Linked DNA regions of Sus scrofa: region 1 is linked to region 2. The links are chromatin contacts, called in public Hi-C maps. All regions are on one chromosome and are shown on one strand. The core of a region is the stretch at or near the end of the contact, and the rest is flanking DNA. Distances in the headings are between cores, read along the strand shown.

Region 1 (2,700 bases), core at 82-2,581, 120 kb after region 2:
CCTGACTACCCCACACCCAGGATCCCTGGCCATAACCTCCACTTTCTAAAGGAGTCCCCACTCAAGGAACTTATTCCTCCCCACCCCCTAAATCACTCCCTCCACCAATCCCCAGCCCCACCGTTCATCTACATCTCTGCTTGTCATCCCAAACCCAAGTACCCACCTGACCCTCAGATCTATGGGTCCCCAGCCCTCCTACCCACACCACTCTGACTATAAGATTACCTGCATCTCCAGCGTGATCGTTTAAACTCAACCTTTCTCTTTCTCTAATCTCTGGCACACACTATCCCTCTCCTCCTCGTGTCACCCCAAAGCCAAACTGCCATGTGACTGCCCCCTGACCCAGGAATGCCAGGACTCTAACCTACTTCACCACGTCTGACTCTTGATTCCTAATGGCTCCAGCATAAAACACTGTCTCTCACTCCATTCCTCAATCCCGGCCCCCGCTATCTGTATCTCCTCTGCCTGTCATCCAGGTTCCCGTCTGATCCCCAGACTCTCGAATCCCTGGTCCTCCCCCTCCACTGCGTGACCCTCAGATTCCCGGTTCCTAGTATCAAACGCCTGGCATTCGGAATTCCCTAAACGCCCCATCCTAGGCCTCCCATCTCTGACCCCTCCAATGACTGTATTACCCCCAACCCCCACCCCCAGGGCCCCGATCTCCAATCCCCACATCCGCAACCCCATTTCCGACATCTCTGACCCCCCTGGCGACCACATCACCCTCACCCAGGCTCTGACCTCCGACCTCCACCCTCATCCCCCGACCTCCTACCCTTCTGGATCCGCAACTGCGCCGCCGACGCCTTCTTGCTGCTGCCCTTGGTGCCGCCCGCCGACTCCTCCTCCTTCTTCTGCTGCTTCAGCGAGAACAGCTTGATCATCCTGCCGCCGCCGCCGCTGCCGCCGCTGCGGGGCCCGGGACCCCGGCCACCCGGCCCCCCGCCGCCGCCCGCGCCGCCTCCGCCACTCGGACCCGCCGCCGCGGCCTTCTTGGCTGCTGCCGCCACCCGCCCGGCCTGCCGCGCCGCTCCGCGCCCACCGCGCGGCCCGCGTCGGCTCCCGTAGTCGGCTCCGGCCTGGCCCGGCGCCTCGGGCTCGCTCGGCAGCGCTCGGGCCCGCTCGGCTGTCCTCGGGCCCGCTCGGCCCCGCCCCACCCGCCGCTCCCTCCTCCCCTTCGCCCACTTCGGTGTCCTGAGGGCCAGCTGCTGCGGGGACGCCGGCTTCTCTGGCTACGCCGCTGGCGCGCTCCCTCGCTCCCTGCGCGAGGGGCGTCTGCGGCTAGAGGTGGAAGGGGGGAGGCGAGGGCCTCGGGGGAGGCGGCCGCGTACGGAAGGAGTGTCGGCTTCCGCGGCAGCGGCGGCTTCGGCGCGGAGGTCTGCAACGGCCTCGGGCGCCCCACCGCTTCGGATATTTCCGCCGCCTGCCCGCCTCGGCTCTTCCCGCCCGAACTGCTCTGTGCGCCTGCGCAGCAGCCGTCGCCGCCGCCGCCCCTCTGCCTTGCCTCTCGGTGGGACTGGGGATCGGGCTGCTTCGGCTAGGCTCGGGCATTTCCGTCCGTGCAGACCGTCCCGTGGTCACTTCCGGGGACGCCCGCGGAGCCAGGGAGGGGGCGGTGCTGCGGCCGTCTTTAAGTGGGGCAGATGCGGGCCGCTTCATTTGTGGTCCAGCCATTCCCATCTGCAGTCGTGCGGACGGCAGCGAAGGTGGGTCAAACAAGGTGCTTGCCCCTGCGGGTCATAGGCTGAGGCAGGGTCAGGGCCAGAGCCTGAGCAAGGCCTAGAGGGTGCAGGGTCCAGCACCTTCCGTGTCCCCTTGCAAACCGAAGAACCCGCTCGCAGAGACTCCGGTTTAGGTAAACTAACGAATAAAACATGTACTGTGGCAGAGAATAGCAAGCACTGCGAAAATTTACACGGGAGACGGAACATGGGGCACGGCCTCCCAGCGCGTGTCCCCTGTTTGGCAGAGGCGCCCTACGCCCTTTCGAGGTGTGCGTGCTGTGGGCGGGGCTAGCCTCCCCTCCAATCACAGTTCAACGTGCCTCGGTGGGCGGGGCGGGAGGAAGCGCCGAAGGATTCACCGACTTCCGGATGTTACCACGGGTGCTGTCAGGCTGTGAGCGCCGTAGAAAGGGCTGGTCCGGGCGGGCGACCCGGCTCGTGGGCCGGCCGGGGCTCTGCGCTTCAGCCTTCTCACGTCCGAATGCGGCTCCCGTCGCCTGTTCCATTCCGTCACTGCGGCCACGTGCCGCCATTACCGAGGCATTTTGTGGGAAGTAGTCCCGGCGCGGCGCTGGGGGCCGGCAGGCACGATCCTTGGCCTCTTGCCGGGCGATCGGGCTCCGTCCTCACCCCAGGAAGTCGCTTCCATCCCTTTGGGTCTTGGTCTGGCCTCCATCCCGGGCCCAGCCTCCTCGGAGGCCCTGCCCAGGCACCCTCGGCGTTCTTGGGCTCCGTGGACTGGATCCCAGTGTTGTCTGCGCAGCCGCTTTCCCTTTCGGTCCTTCCATTCGCCTTCCACCATCCCAGAAGCTTCTTTCAGCTTTCTAGCCCTAGCCTCACAGTCCCAGTATGGTTGACTCCCTTGAGAGCTGAGTGTTGGAGAGGCGCCAGGGTGAGGACGAGGGACCAGAAGCCTCAAACAGCTCAGGTTTTGGGGGGTTGACAAGCTTGCAATCATCCTAGC
Region 2 (2,700 bases), core at 175-2,674:
CCTGGCCTTGCTCCGTGGGTTGAGGATCCGGCGTTGCTGTGAGCTGGGGTGTAGGTCGCAGAGGCGGCTCGGATCCCGTGTTGCTGTGGCTGTGGTGTAGGCCAGCGGCTACAGCTCCGATTCGACCCTGTAGCCTGGGCACCTCCATAGGCCGTGAGGCCCTCAAAAGACAAAACACACACACAAAAAAGGAAAGAAAGTACACAGTGAAACAAAATGTTTCAAGTGCTTCCAATGCGAGAAAACATTTAGCCACAAATTCACACTTGCTCAGCACCAGAGAATTCATACTGGGGAAAGGCTTTCTGAGGGCAAAGAATGTGGTGCATTCTTTAGCCAAAACTGCAGCCTTACTTGGCACCAGCGAGCTCACACTGGAGTAAGGCCTTACGGATGCTCTGACTGTGGGACGGTCTATAGCAGAAACTCTTATCTCATTTGGCACCAGAAGGTTCATGTGGAAGGAAGGCCATAAGATTGCCACCAGTGTTGGAAAGTCTTTTTTCTTTTTAGGGGTGCCCTGTGGCATATGGAAGTTCTCTGGGTAGGGGTCGAATTGGAGCTGTAGCCGCCCGCCTAGGCCCCAGCCACAGCAATGCCAGATCTGAGCCATGTCTGCGACCTACACCACAGCTCATGCCAGTGCCAGATCCTTAACCCATTGAGCGAGGCCAGGGATTGAATCCACATTCTCATGGATACTAGTCGGGTTCGTAACCCACTGAACTACAACAGGAATTCCCTCTAGGTGACTTTTGAGTTTGGCATTGAGGCAACTTTTCTTTTTTTTTTCTTTTTCTTTTTTTGTCTTTTTGCCATTTCTTGGGCCACTCTCACGGCATATGGAGGTTCCCAGGCTAGGGGTCGAATCGCAGCTGTAGCCGCCCGCCTACGCCACAGTCATAGCAACGCCAGATCCGAGCCGCATCTGTGACCTACACCACAGCTCATGGCAATGCCAGATCCTTAACCCACTGAGCAAGGGCAGGGACCGAACCCGCAACCTCATGGTTCCTAGTCAGATTCGTTCACCACTGCGCCACGACAGGAACTCTGAGGCAACTTTTCGATACAACACAAAAAGCATGATCCATGAAGAAAGATGTACAGTTGGACTTCTCTAAATAGAAATTCTGCTCTGTGAAAGACAACAAGAAACAGTATGAAATGACAAGTCGTAGTCTAGGAGAAATTATCTGCAAAACGCAAGTCTCATAAAGGATTTTTGGAGCTCCTGTCGTGTCACAGTGGTTAACGAATCCAACTAGGAACCATGAGGTTGTGGGTTCAATCCCTGGCCTTGCTCAGTGGGTTAAGGATCCGGCGTTGCTGTGAGCTGTGGTGTAGGTCGCAGAGGCGGCTCGGGTCTGGTGTTGCTGTGGCTCTGGCACTGGCCGGCAGCTACAGCTCTGATTAGACCCTTAGCCTGGGAACCTCCATATTGCCGGGGGTGCGGCCCTAGAAAGACAAAAACAAACCCACAACTCTCCAGAAACAGCTCCAAGAAGGTACATAAAATGTACTTAGGAACCACACTGTTTTAAGGGGAAAGTGTCTAACAATAAATAGGGCACTATTGCAGATAATTAGGGTATTGCTGTGAAAAAAAGGCTGGCATTGAACACGGATTACATTTATCATCAGCAGATAGACACCTGATAAACAGAATGTATGCTTGTTAAATAGTGCACAGGTGCCAACTCAGGCTTGTGTCTTGGTGACTTGGAGGTTTCTGCTCTCTTCCCCACCCTGTCCCATCCTTGGCTTGTGGAAGGTCCCAGTACAACCTAGGTTCCCAGCGATCATAGCTGCTGCAGTGAAAATGCCTGACCTTTAACCTGGGAACTCCACCCCCCGCCCTTTTTTTTTTGCTCTTTAGGGTCGCACCCGTGGCATCAAAGTTCCCAGGCTAGGGGTCAAATTGGAGCTACAGCATACACCACAGCAACAGCGGCCACTGCAACCTGAGATCCTAGCAGAGTCTGCAGCCTACACTACAGCTCATGGCAAGGCCAGATCCCCAACCCATTGAGCAAGGCCAAAGATGGATCCTGCATCCTTATGGATACTAGTTGGCTTCGTAACCTGCTGAACCAGAACAGGAACTCCCATATTTCTTACTTTAAAAGTACATGTACTTACAATTGTACTGTTCAGCCAATAACAAATATACTTGCCAGTAACAGCACAATGGAGGTGGGTGGGATAAAGCTGTATTGGGCTAAGGAGATGACCCCAAAAAGTAACTCGAATCTAATAAATGCCATACATAATATTAATAAATGGCATAAATAATAAATATTTTTCCAACCTCATCGAATTTTGCACTTGAAATCAGTGAATGTCATTGCACCTTTCTACCTTTGGGGCCACGGCAGCTAAGGGAGACCAGACACTCGCCACGGTCCCCGCGCCTACAGGACGTGGCGGGACTCCCCAACTCCCAAGCCCTGCCCGCGCCGCTTTCCGCGAGCTCGGGGAGCCTCCCGGAGGCCACCCCTCACGTAGACGCTCTATTCCTCCGCCTGGTGTGAGGGCAGGGAGCCGTCGAAATTCGACACCGGAAGTTCCCGCCAAGCTGATGCGGGGCCCCTCCCCTGGGCTATCATTGGCTATGTCCGTTCCTCTGCGCTCATGGGAAGTGTAGTCTTTGAGCGCCCGCACGGGGTCAGAGGTGACGAGAGCTCTGCGTTGCGGGAG

The links. Hi-C and Micro-C count contacts between places; a contact is called where the count stands out from the background.
Region 1: a Hi-C map of liver shows a contact between it and region 2, with 1.6 times the contacts expected there. The contact joins the promoter of UBE2M here to the promoter of ZNF584 in region 2. A contact is called at or near these places in 2 of 5 promoter capture datasets (both in liver), 11 of 47 Hi-C or Micro-C datasets (alveolar macrophages, embryonic fibroblasts, heart right ventricle and 6 more) and 2 of 2 datasets of contacts at active chromatin or transcription factors (alveolar macrophages and skeletal muscle).

Annotation. Positions count from the first base shown.
Region 1 is chr6:63,107,284-63,109,983 of Sscrofa11.1, forward strand. UBE2M (NEDD8-conjugating enzyme Ubc12) reads right to left here and starts at 1,332. Exons shown (of 6, transcript XM_021097419.1): 1 at 788-1,332. The coding sequence starts at 896.
Region 2 is chr6:62,989,790-62,992,489 of Sscrofa11.1, forward strand. It overlaps ZNF584 (zinc finger protein 584), which reads left to right and starts at 1,425. Exons shown (of 3, transcript XM_021097413.1): 1 at 1,425-2,700.